2 separate regions of the Rattus norvegicus genome follow, and region 2 is linked to region 1. Evidence: chromatin contacts called from public Hi-C data. All regions are on one chromosome and are shown on one strand. Each heading gives the region's core, a stretch centred on a gene start, on an enhancer-like site or on the middle of the called end of the contact. The rest is flanking DNA. Distances are from core to core; before and after follow the strand shown. Region 1 has its middle 140 kb from the start of Ptger3. Region 2 has its middle 140 kb from the start of Cth.

Evidence for each region. Hi-C and Micro-C count contacts between places; a contact is called where the count stands out from the background.
Region 2: a Hi-C map of liver shows a contact between it and region 1, with 3 times the contacts expected there. The contact joins two enhancer-like sites. A contact is called at or near these places in 2 of 12 Hi-C or Micro-C datasets (kidney and liver).

The regions. Positions count from the first base shown.
Region 1 is chr2:249,402,221-249,408,669 of GRCr8, forward strand. It overlaps a transcript of Ptger3 not described here. Among named protein-coding and RNA genes, the nearest start is that of Ptger3, 140 kb to the left of the region's middle. Within about 2 kb of position 3,046, at least 4 of the 93 cell types and tissues checked have an H3K27ac peak or open chromatin away from gene starts, as enhancers often do. A contact at or near this core is called in liver, where this site is marked.
Region 2 is chr2:249,516,090-249,522,785 of GRCr8, forward strand. It overlaps the pseudogene Set-ps12. Among named protein-coding and RNA genes, the nearest start is that of Cth, 140 kb to the right of the region's middle. Within about 2 kb of position 2,527, at least 3 of the 93 cell types and tissues checked have an H3K27ac peak or open chromatin away from gene starts, as enhancers often do. A contact at or near this core is called in liver, where this site is marked.

The DNA of each region.
Region 1 (6,449 bases), core at 1,796-4,295:
TCCTGGTCAGGGTCCAGCTTCACCTCTTATGTCACCTCTCTGTGTGCTGAGCACACACAGCAATTGTGAGCTTCTTCACACACACACACACACACACACACACACACACACACACTCACTCACTCATTTGCTCACCATTGACTGGGGCTGTTACTGTTACCACAAAGACCTCTCATCTCTGTCCTGGCTATGCGTGATGATCCCAATGTTCATTTGTTCTAGGTATGAGGTGCTTCAACTTTTTTTTATCGTCCTTTATTCTAGTCTTTCCCAAGCTATTTTCAAAACAAGTGTGTTGCTATCCACCAAGATGATTTCACAACTCAGTAGTAGATCTTGCCACTCAGCTGTAAACACAGCCCCCATTAGCCTAAAACAATTTGCGAGGACCTGTGGTTCTCGAAGGCAGCTGGCTAGGGTGGAACCCGTGCTTTGGATTTTGTTTTGGTTCTATTTTTGGCGGTCGAATTCTCTGCCTCACTTGAATTCTATCACGAGAGCAAGGTGAGGTTCTGTGTGAGCCGGTGTGTGACCCTGGGGCACATGGAGACAATCGGCTGAGCTTCCTCATCTGCAGATGGTGTAACACTTCCCTTATGCAGTGCTATCAGTATTCTGAAGTTACTGTCTTGAGCTGAACCAGATCACACACTGAGCAAAGATGGATGAGGGAAAGTATTCCAGCTGTGAGAGAGAAAAAAAAAAAAACTTCCATTAGCAAGTAAATCCATGACAAGCAGGGGAAGCTACCACCCCTGGATGTAGTAAGTGACCTTTGTGGTTAGATTGGCTTTAAAATTATACAAGGGAAGAGTGAATCTTTATAAAAACGACTCCCCAAGGGATCCAGGCTTCAAACTTGTTTTACATCTTCTATAGAGAGTTCAAGTGGAATGTTTCGATATTACTTTCATTTTAAATTTTGCATCTTCGGCTTGAGATTTCAGAATAAGAATAAAAGAAACAAAACAAAACAGAGCAAGGGGACCGTAAATCTCAGCAGCTGCCTGGAGAAGGAGGATGGAGAGAAGGAGAGAAAACCTCGGTTTCTGAGTTAGGCCTGGACATCCACAGCAGCAGACGGCAAACAATTGACTTGAATGGCTTGGAGGGAGGGAGGGAGCTTTAGAGAAAGAGTGGAGTAACCCAGAGCACCAGATAAAACATCTGGCCAGTGTCTTTTTTTTTTTTTTTTTTTTTTTTTTTCGGAGCTGGGGACCGAACCCAGGGCCTTGTGCTTCCTAGGCAAGCGCTCTACCACTGAGCTAAATCCCCAACCCCTCTGGCCAGTGTCTTAAACAAAGGCACAAAAGACAACAAAAGAGGCTCAGGAACTGTAGCAGAAGAGAGCTTACAGACTGTAAGAGTCAGAGGAGCAGGAGGTGTGCTGTGAGATTACATCTCCTAGAAGCTACAGCTATGTATATAGGATCATCAACATGGCTGCCTAAACAGGACCTGAGCAAGGCAGACACAACAGATAACAGACATGCTCATGTGAACTGGAGAAAGCTCACAGGGCCTCAACCCTACACAAAGAGCCACAACCAACTAAGGAATGTTGAGAGCAGGAGAAATGGTCTCCCAGAAAAATATAACCAACTGGTTATCTAATTCCAAGTGGTCAGCCATGAAATCACATATACACGAGTAAAGTTATATAAACTAAGCAGGTTATATTTTATATATTTAGGAATTTATGTGATATATACATATATCAACAATTAAAGAAAAAAGAAAAAGGCGTTAAGGGAAGCAGTTAGAGGAAGGGGAATAATGTAATTACATCTTAATCTGAAAAATAGAAAAATATGTAATTTTTAAAGGGTTAATCATCCTTTTTTGAGTTGGAAAGGGGGACAGACCTAACAGAATCCGAGGAAGGCTCTGGAATGACTTGCAGGGGCAAAATTTCTGTTCTGGCCAGTTTTATGTCAACTTGACACGAGCTTAAGTTATCAGAAAGGAGGGTCCTACAATGAAGAAAACACCCACAGAACATCTGGCTGTAGGACATTTTCTTAATTAGTGATTGATGGGGAAGGGCCCAGCCTTTGTGGGTGGTGCCATGCCAGGGCAGTTGGTTCTGGGATCTAAAAGAAAGAAGGCTAAGGAAGCCATGATGAGAAAATCTTCTACCTCCAGGTTTTTGTCCTGTTCGTGTTCTTGTATTGACTTCCTTCAGTGATGGATTGCAACATGGATGTGTAAATCGAACCCTAACCTTAACCCCAACTTGCTTTTGGTCATGGAGTTTCATCACAGCAATAGAAGCCTTCACTGGGACATTTATCTAAAGGGATAATTGTTCCTCCTATCCTTGGTCAGGTGACTGACCTGCCCAATGGGATTAATCTTTATGGAACACCACTGTCTCCACTCAGAGGTAGATTTCTTTCCACCAGGAGGAAATAGCTTTTATTGAATGGGCCTCCAGTGCCAACGAAACACTGTGTCAATTAAAATTGTACAACTTGCAAGAGATATGAAACTTCACAACACTGATGAAAACAAAGCCAAGGAATTGTAAGACACATAGGTGAAGAAGCCATCAAAAAGAAATTGCAGAAAACTAACAGCAAGTGACAAGCCATGTCCTCCAGGACATGGAATGGAATGTGGAAATACGTAGATAATTCCTCCAGCTCTCATTTAAAAAGCTGACCAAATTTATGGTCATGCTGCCTAGTTTAGAAGGGTGACATTGCATAGTTCACTTGGCTCACCATTCACTTTCTGACTGGCGATCTATGAATGTCAGGAGCCAAGGTTGAAGTTCAGTGTGAGGGTGGGTCTGTCTTACAGATCTCTCTGTCTCACTCTCTCTCTGTCCCTATCTCTGTGTCTCTGTCTCTGTTTCTCTCTGTCTCTCTGCCTCTGTCTCTCTCTGTGTGTCTCTGTCTCTGTTTCGTTCTCTCTCTCTCTCTCTCTCTCTCTCTCTCTCTCTCTCTCTCTCTCTCGGCCAAGGCCTGCAGAGTCAGCCCTCTCTGCTCTCAGGGCTACTGGAAGGCAGCAGGTTCTTGTTCCCATCACGTGAGTAAGTAGAAAAAGCTGAAAATACAAAGTCTCAACATCTGCTGTGTGTAACACCTCTCTGTGTTTGCTATCCAGTTGATAGTTATCAAAGTTTCGACTTACGCAAAAGCATTCACGTGAGAAAAACAAATAATCCAGTGATTTCAAAACTTCACTAGAACTTCAGTGAACATTAATTCTTCCTGCAAGAGTTTGGAGTAATTCTGTTGCTGTTTTGTTCTGCAAAGAGCTGTATTGGGTAGCTGAAACAGGTACCACCCTGCTTGACACTTGAGCAACCGTAGTTGCCAGGGTCTGGCCACTTGGATCCAATTAGGTACAGAATACCAACCTATCTGGCAGTAATGTAGTCCTAATTGTCACAACTATCTCACATAACATATTCTTTTGCCTCTAATTACCTATGAGCATAAGAGATACCAGCTTAGAACAGCTTACCTAAGTTTTCCCAAGTCTCTGGCAAACATTCTCAACTCCACAGCTCTGTTGTACAGAGACCCTTCACAGCTTTCACTGTGCTGGGCATTGATTAAGGTTCAAGTCTTTACTAATAGCAGAAGAATTGAAACCACAGTGATAAGTTTTCAGAGTACAACATGATACTATATCAATTAGAAGTACTGGTTACCTTAGGGACTGGATTTCATTTTGTGTTTTTTCCCTCTCTCTATGTTCTTCCTGAGGGTGATATACAATGAAATGAACGAAAACCATCCTCATCGAAAGGGAAAGAGCAGCTGTGATGTTCAGGCACTGAAGGTCCACTGTGGTTTGCTTCCACTGATCATTTCACAGAGATGGAAACAATTACAACCTTCCAGGCAAGAGGAAGGGACTCCTGGTGCCTCTTCTTTTGGCTATTAAGACTATTAAGATGATGAACCTCGGAAATTGGTATTTCCCCAGAAATCTCATGCTGGGAGCCTGGTGTCAGCCAGAGGGGGTACTTGCCTACCAGAAAGAGATGTCACACAATTCTGATAACTTGTCAGAACACTTTGCAGAAGAGACATGAGAACAGAGACAAAGACAGAAGGAGCTACGTCTTTGCCCCAACTGTTAAGTTATGCACACTTCTTACCCTCTATTTAAATACAGACCTCATGATGGGGCCCTTCCCATGATGCACTTGGGAAGGTGTGGTTACTAGATTTCTTTTCCAGTTTCTCTTCTGAATGAGACCATTGAATTAATCTCTTTTCCCAGCTTTTCACTATTAGTTGTCTCTTGAATTGATGTATTGAGGAGGCAGCTGAGCCTAGCATTTTAGACCTACCAGGGCATGGTGTTTGACCTCACTCCTCTGGTAACACTCTGAACTGGGTAGCTAAAACTAATGCCAGAGTTCAAAGCCAGAACAGAGAATTGGAAATAGAGGAATCTCCAATGGCTGAGAAGCACCTGAAGAAACAATCAAAGTCCTTGGTGATCATAGAAATGCAAATCAAAACCTGAGATTCCACCTCACACCAGTCAGAATGGCTAAGATCAAAATCTCAGGTGACAACACATGTTGGCAAGCATGTGGAGAAAGAGGAACACTCCTCCATTGCTGGTGGGATTGCAAACTGGTACAACCACTCTGGAAATCAATTTGAAGGTTCCTCAGAAAATTGGAAATAGACCTACCTAAAGATCCAGAAATACCACTCTTGGGAATATAACCAAAAAATGCCCCACCATGCCACAGGGACACATGTTCTACTATGTTCATAGCAGCCTTATTTGTGATAGCCAGAAGCTAGAAACAACCCAGATGTCCCATGACAGAAGAATGGATACAGAAAATGTGGATCATTTACACAATGGAATACTACTCAGCTATTAAGAACAAGGACATTCTGAGTTCTACAGGCAAATAGATGGAACTAGAGGTAAAAGGACATGCATGGTATATTTTCACAAACAAGTGGGCATTAGCCAAAACAAACAAACAAACAAACAAACAAACAAACAACAAAAAAAGTACAGAATACCCAAGATACAGTCCACAGAACTCAAAAAGTTCAAGAAGCTGAAGGGCCCAAGTGAGGATCCCACTTGGGAGGAAGAAGAAAGTAACCACAAGTCAGGAGGGAAGCAGGGAGGGATGGGTAGTGGTTGGGGGAAAGGGGAACATGATCAGTTATTGGGTGGGGAAAAGGACTGAAGCTCTGAGGGCCAGCAGAAAGAATGGAAACAGGCAACCTCAGAAGGAAGGAGGTTGGAAAGACCCTCTAGAAAGTACCAGAGACCTGGGAAGTGAGAGACTCTCAGGACTCAAAGGGGAGAACCGTAGACAAAAGGCCCTACACGGGGAGAGAGAACTTATTGAACCCACCTCCGGCAAAAAGACAAGGCATCAAGTGAGGAATGGGTTTGCTGTCCCACAGCCAAACCTCTGACCCATAATTCTTCCTCTCTGAAAGAAATGCAGGGATGAAAATGGAGAGGAACCTGAGGAAAAGAAGATCCAGCGACAGGCCCAAAGTGGCATCCAGCTCAAGTGGCATCCACCCCAAGACCTGGCACCACTACCGAGCCTATGGTGTGCTCACAAAAAGGGACTTACCAGGACTGCCCTCCAAAAGACCCAACAAGCAGCTGAAAGAGTCAGATGCAGATATGTATACCCAACCAATGAACAGAAGCTGCTGACCCCTCTGGTTGAATTAGGGAAAAGCTGGAGGAAGCTAAGGAGGAGGGCAACCCTGTAGGGGGACCAGCAGTCTCAATTAACCTGGACCCCTGAGATTTCTCAGACACTGAACCACCAACCAGGCAGCATACAGCAGCTGAGATGAGGCCTCCAACACATATACAGCAGAGGATTCCCGGGTCTGAGCTCAGTCAGAGAAGATGCACCTAACCCTCTTCCATGGGAGGCCCCAGGAAGTTTGGAGGTCTAGTGGGGTGGGTGGGGTGGGGACATCCATGTGGAAACGGGAGGTGGGGGGATGGGGGTGGGGGAAATGTGGGACTGGGATGTGGAACTCTCGGAGTGGGGTGGACCGGAAGGGGAATAAAATCTGGAGTGTAAAAACAAACAGATAGATAGATAGATAGATAGATAGATAGATAGATAGATAGATAGATAGATAGATGGGTGGGTGGGTGGGTGGGTGGGTGGGTGGGTGGGTGGGTGGGTGGGTGGATGGATGGATGGATAGATAGATAGATAGATAGATAGATAGATAGATAGATAGATAGATAGATAGATAGATAGATAGATAGATAAACACAGCTCTTCTTGACCATTGACTTGATGAGTTTGAACAGATTTTTAACAACATAGCAGATAGGATCTTCCTCAAGGCACCAAGAGTGTGTGTTGTACAGCACCTATTTTATGTGCTATGTGCTATTGAAGTCCAGGAAAGCAAACATTTTCCCACTAGCTCAAGTATGAAAATAAGCAACTGAAATAGAAATTT
Region 2 (6,696 bases), core at 1,277-3,776, 110 kb after region 1:
TTATGACTAAAGATGTTGAACATTTCTTTAGGTGTTTCTCAGCCATTCGGCATTCCTCAGCTGTGAATTCTTTGTTTAGCTCTGAACCCCATTTTTTAATAGGGTTATTTGTTTCCCTGCGGTCTAACTTCTTGAGTTCTTTGTATATTTTGGAAATAAGGCCTCTATCTGTTGTAGGATTGGTAAAGATCTTTTCCCAATCTGTTGGTTGCCGTTTTGTCCTAACCACAGTGTCCTTTGCCTTACAGAAGCTTTGCAGTTTTATGAGATCCCATTTGTCGATTCTTGATCTTAGAGCATAAGCCATTGGTGTTTTGTTCAGGAAATTTTTTCCAGTGCCCATGTGTTCCAGATGCTTCCCTAGTTTTTCTTCTATTAGTTTGAGTGTGTCTGGTTTGATGTGGAGGTCCTTGATCCACTTGGACTTAAGCTTTGTACAGGGTGATAAGGATGGATCGATCTGCATTCTTCTACATGTTGCCCTCCAGTTGATCCAGCACCATTTGCTGAAAATGCTATCTTTTTTCCATTGGATGGTTTTGGCTCCTTTGTCAAAAATCAAGTGACCATAGGTGTGTGGGTTCATTTCTGGGTCTTCAATTCTATTCCATTGGTCTATCTGTCTGTCTCTGTACCAATACCATGCAGTTTTTATCACTATTGCTCTGTAATACTGCTTGAGTTCAGGGATAGTGATTCCCCCTGAAGTCCTTTTATTGTTGAGGATAGCTTTAGCTATCCTGGGTTTTTTGTTATTCCAGATGAATTTGCAAATTGTTCTGTCTAACTCTTTGAAGAATTGGATTGGTATTTTGATGGGGATTGCATTGAATCTGTAGATTGCTTTTGGTAAAATGGCCATTTTTACCATATTAATCCTGCCAATCCATGAGCATGGGAGATCTTTCCATCTTCTGAGGTCTTCTTCAATTTCTTTCCTCAGTGTCTTGAAGTTCTTATTGTACAGATCTTTTACTTGCTTGGTTAAAGTCACACCGAGGTACTTTATATTGTTTGGGTCTATTATGAAGGGTGTCGTTTTCCTAATTTCTTTCTCGGCTTGTTTCTCTTTTGTGTAGAGGAAGGCTACTGATTTATTTGAGTTAATTTTATACCCAGCCACTTTGCTGAAGTTGTTTATCAGCTTTAGTAGTTCTCTGGTGGAACTTTTGGGATCACTTAAATATACTATCATATCATCTGCAAATAGTGATATTTTGACTTCTTCTTTACCAATCTGTATCCCCTTGATTTCCTTTTGTTGTCTGATTGCTCTGGCTAGAACTTCAAGAACTATATTGAATAAGTAGGGAGAGAGTGGGCAGCCTTGTTTAGTCCCTGATTTTAGTGGGATTGCTTCAAGTTTCTCTCCATTTAGTTTAATGTTAGCAACTGGTTTGCTGTATATGAACAGCCTTATTTATAATAGCTAGAAACTGGAAAAAAACAGATTTCCTTCAACAGATGAATGGATACAGAAAATATGGTACATTTACACAATGGAGTACTACTCAGCTATTAAAAACAATGACTTCATGAAATTCCTAGGCAAATGGATGGAACTAGAAAATATCCTGAGTGAGGTAACCCAGTCACAAAAGAACTCACATGGTATGTCCTCACTGAGAAGTGGATATTAGCCCAAGAGCTTGGCACCTAGCTTTTAATCCCAGCACTTAGGAGGTAGAATCAGACAGATCTCTGTGAGTTCAAGACCAGCTTAGACTACACAGCTTGTTCCAGGACTATGTAGAGAGACCCTGCTCAAACAAGTAAATGACTACATACTTTATGTAAGTAGAAGTGATAAGGATTCACAATGCAGATGTCAGAATCCTCTCTCAGATTTTATAACAAATATCCATGTGTGTGTGTGTGTGTGAGAGAGAGAGAGAGAGAGAGACAGACAGACAGACAGACAGACAGAGACAGAGACATAGAGAGACAGAGAGAGACAGAGAGACAGAGAGAGAGAATGTGTTACATTTTTAAAAGTTCAGGGCAAGTGAGATGGCTCAAAAGGTAAAGGTGGTTGCCACCAAACCTCCACTGAGAATAAATGCCAGAGACTCACAGGGTGAGGAAGATGGAGTCCTGCCAGTTGTCCTTGACCTCCCCTCCCCAAGCAAAAAAAAAATAAATGTAAAAGATTAAAGTCCACTTATAAAACATGAAAGTTTTCGAAGCTTTTATGTATAACATGTTCATTAGTGTGACGGTGACTCTTGGAGAGACATGAAGGAATGTTTATTTATGCAGATAGAGCCTCAGTGACTGGCCAGAGATATGGTTCCACTCAAGTCTAGCTTAACAAACCAGTGCCATAGTGGGGAGCATAGGTGAGAGGTTACTTACATGAGCTATCGTGACTCAGGCAGTTAGTTGAATTGCTGAAAAGTCCAACCCAACCTAGCATGACAACAGCTTGCAAACGCTTTGTGTCTGAAGCTCTGTACACAACCTACAGGCAGCTTGGGCCAAGCAGCCTCTCCTGCCAACAACTGTCACTGCTTAGATAACTGTGGACTTGTAACTTTCTGGACTCCTGAGCTCTATAAAAACTTGCACAATCTCTTTCCTCCAGGACAGAGTATGTCAACCCAGAGCAATGGCTACACAGCATGGCCATGGCTACATAGCACTGCAATGGCTACACAGCACTGCAAATGCTACACAGCACTGCCACGGCTACACAGCACTGCCACGGCTTCACCACACTGTACCTCCAAGACTAAGGATTAGAGCATGTGACACCAACCCACTACCACTCCCCCCTCTACTTCAGAATAATGCATGATACTTATTTTCCATTTATCCTTTCTTTGATTACTTTTCAATATTTAACCTTCATGTACACAGATATAAAGTACTACTTGATTTTTTTTTTTTTTTAGTTTTGGATCTAATCAAACATAATCTAAAACCAACCATCTTCTCTCTCAGCTTTACACTGTCAGTGTCTATCCATGCTGTATGGGTAGCTGCAATCTATCACTCAAGTATGAGCCGATGTGCACACTTCCTAAAGACTGGGACTGCCCATCAGCACTGACTTCCCAGCTGCTGCAACCCTCTTCCCGCTGAGAAAATGTGTTGTTTTTCTCTTCTGTGTTGAACAATCAAATCAGAAGTTTATCCATTTTGTTAGTTTTAATTTTTAATACTTCTAATTCTGTTAAATCTTTTTATTGTTTTAACACCAAAAGCATCCATGCATTGATCTTTACTTACCTGAAACTTCACCTGAACTATAAAGTTCATGATAGCATGCTCCAGGCAGGGCTGTTCTCAACACTGATCAATTTACTTAAAAAAAATAAAATAAAATAAAAATGAGGGACTGGAGAGATGGCCCAGGGGTTAAGATCACTGACTGCTCTTAAAGAGGTCCTGAATTTAATTCCCAGCAACTACATGGTGGCTCACAACCATCTGTAATGGGATCTGATGTCCTCTTCCGTGTGTCTGAAGACAGCTACAGTGTACTCATATAAATAAATTAATTAATTAATTTAAACACACACACACACACACACACACACACACACACACACACACACAAGTGCCTCAAACAAATTCAACTATCTTTTTGAGTTTGTTGTTGATCCTGTTTTTATTTTCTTCTAAAGTTTATCATTTTATTACTTCTAGTCCTTTTCCTGAGAAAGTTGAAAGTGTGCCTTGGTCACAGATGACATAACAGTTTTAGCACACTCTCACCTCTGCGTGCACACAGTTGGTGGCATATTACTGTTTCTCCAAGCTGTTTTAATATAGGATTGAGGGTTTTTAGCCACACCCTTGCTCCTGTAGAGTGTGGGCTGCTGGTGTTCTCTGAAGCGCTCAGTTTCCCTTCATCTCATGGTCTGAACTGTGGCTTAGGAGTCAGCTGGTCTCTGGTGCCTACAGGAAGATCCTGTCCCTTCTCTGTGGTGTTCTAAAGTGTAATTCAAACATGACCATGCACAGTACACAAATACACAGCAGTGTTGGGCTTCACAGTTGTCTCCCCTCGCCTCAGTTTAATCAGCCTTTCTGGATCTAGATAGCAGGATATTTCATCAGCTTTGTGCCTTCGTCATCTGTTCTGGAATGCTTCTCTCCATATTCTTTTTGTTTTTTTTAATCTTTATGTTCCTTTATTAGAGCAAGATTTCTGACATGTACAGTAATGTATTTGCTAAACAGAATCTTAAGTCCTGTGCAGATATTACACACTATCCATCTAGACAGATTTGGGTTACACATTGCCTATTGATGGAGTAGTTCCATTTAAGAAGTTTTATACATCAGAAAGCTTTGAATTTGACCAGGCTGTCCATTAATCATCTCTGAAAAAAAAAACAGCATTTCGTTTTAGCTCTATTTTACAGCTTTAAAATGCTTATGCGTCAGGTCGTTTCCCGAGGCACTGTTCTCTGCACAATGGCACTGAGCAGTAAGTACTTCATCCACCCAGTTCAGAGTCACATCTGAGCGCTTCTGCTACACCCGTGACAGATACCACCTCACTGCTTACCCTGATAGCCCACCTTCTCCGTCAGTTCACACTGCCAGGTCACACCAGCAGCTGTCCTTTGTAGATGGCGTTAGAGCATCAGGTCAGTGACAGTGGGAGCAGGTGCTGCCGTGAGATCCAAGTAACTCAAGGCCCTTTTTTTAAAAAAAATGCCAAATGTGAGATAAAAATAAAGGACATGAGTCCACAGCAGCAAGCTGTGCTCACTCAGTTACGGAGACGTTAAGACATGATTGAAATCCCTTTAACTCAATCTGCCTAGCCCTGAGGTCATCCTGCAAAGTGCATATAAAAAAAAATACAAAGTTAGGGAGACAAAGTTTGACATGATGTCATTAGGCAGGTCAAACTTGGAAGGTCTGTGGAGCATCTGTTCTGACAGAAAAGCATCAGGTCCTTTGTGTGCGCACTGATTTTACTGCAACAAAGCAACTTGTACACATCAACATTTAAAATGAGCATCTTTTTCCTTCCAGTGAAAACCGAAAAAGAAAAAAAATAAAGATAAAAGTTACAACAGAGAATGCCAACTCCAAATAAAACCCTACAGCTTCTGCTGATTCTCTCATTGACTGCAGGGCTCAAGCCATCATCAGGAGAGAATTTTATTTTAAGTGTCACCTTAAACTGCAAGGATATCTGTTAAACATCGCAATGAAACATGACAGAGGAGAAACCATGCTGTCAGATGTCCAACCCCCCACACACCTCAATCCCACCCTTGTTCACCCTCTATACCCCCCCTTTTGTTCTTTTTTTTCCTTTTTATTAAACAAGAGAAAGTAGACAGATACATGTTGGTAAATGCTAACTGTCTGTATTCACATAGAGACACAGTGTAATCGCTGAGCCCAATATACAGAGAAAAGAAGAAGCTAGACTTCTATGCACTACTACACAGGGGCCTAGCACCCTCCAGCCTCCAGCAGAGCCAAGGGAACTGGAGGGCTTTTCTTTCTTCCCTTGTTGAATCCACAGTTTGAGGCAAGGATAAAAATAAATTTAGAACAGAAACGCGAAGATTATTTTCCTGTTGTATTTTGCTCAAGATATTTTCCCTCAAATTAGTTGAGAACCATGATGTGGAGACCTCAAAAACAGGGCAACTGAGTGCAGAGGGACCGAGAGGAAAGGACTGCAACTTGCTCCCAGGGACTGGAGAAAGTTAAAAAATAAAAAGAAAATGAAAAAGGTTGGATCCATCGGTCTTCTGTGCTAGTCATCCTCGCCTTCATCCTCCTCTCCCTCCTCCCCTTCATCCTCATCGTCATCTTCTTCACCTTCATCCTCGTCTTCTTCTTCATCAATATCTTCCAACCCTTCCTCCTCTTCATCATCATCGTCGTCATCCTCTGCCTCTCCTTCTTCATCATCCGTATTGGGAACCAAATAGTACTGTCAGGGATTTGGCCAAATACCATCTTTGATGGCCTCTCCTAACTCGTCAGCACCTGCATCAGAACGGTCAGTAAACCAGGGAAAGGAGCTCTCTGACTCTTCACGCTGCCTCTTCCTGCTGGCCTTATTCTGCGTTTGACTTGAGCGTTTTGTCAAATCCTTCCCAGATTTCCATTTGATTTCAGTGGACTTTGAAGACAGGTCACCACTCTCATTCAGATGAAATTCTTTGGAGAGAACTTTATTTTCAAAGTAAGGATTTTCATCAAAATAAAAAATCTACTCTGTAACCTGATTTAATATCTTCAAATTCTGTCACTTCAACTCTGGTCAAATAATGCAGGGCCTCCTTGTCTTCCTCCCCAAGCAGTGCAGACACTTGTGGGTGGCTGACAAATGTTGTTACCCAAAAATTAGGGATTTTGGCGATCAGTTCTGACCTCTTCTGAAAAAGTGGTTGGCGGAGTTTGTTTTATTTTTGTTCTACTTTCAGAATTTCCTCACTGGCTTGTTCATTAAGTCTGTCTGTTTCATTTTGTTCTTCATCAATATGTTCAATTGCTTCTTGTTGTTCTTTTTCTCCCTTCGGCAGGCCGGGAGAGGCCGACTGGTCCTCCAGCTTCAGGGCAGCAATGGGTCTGAGTTTCTTGGGCTGAGGCAGGATTGCAGATTGCCACTTCGGGTCCATGGCAGGAGGGAGGTGGCCAGGAGACAGAGGCCAGAGCCCTGATGTTCACTGCAGGAAGACACTCACGGGAACTCTCTCTCCATGTTCTTTA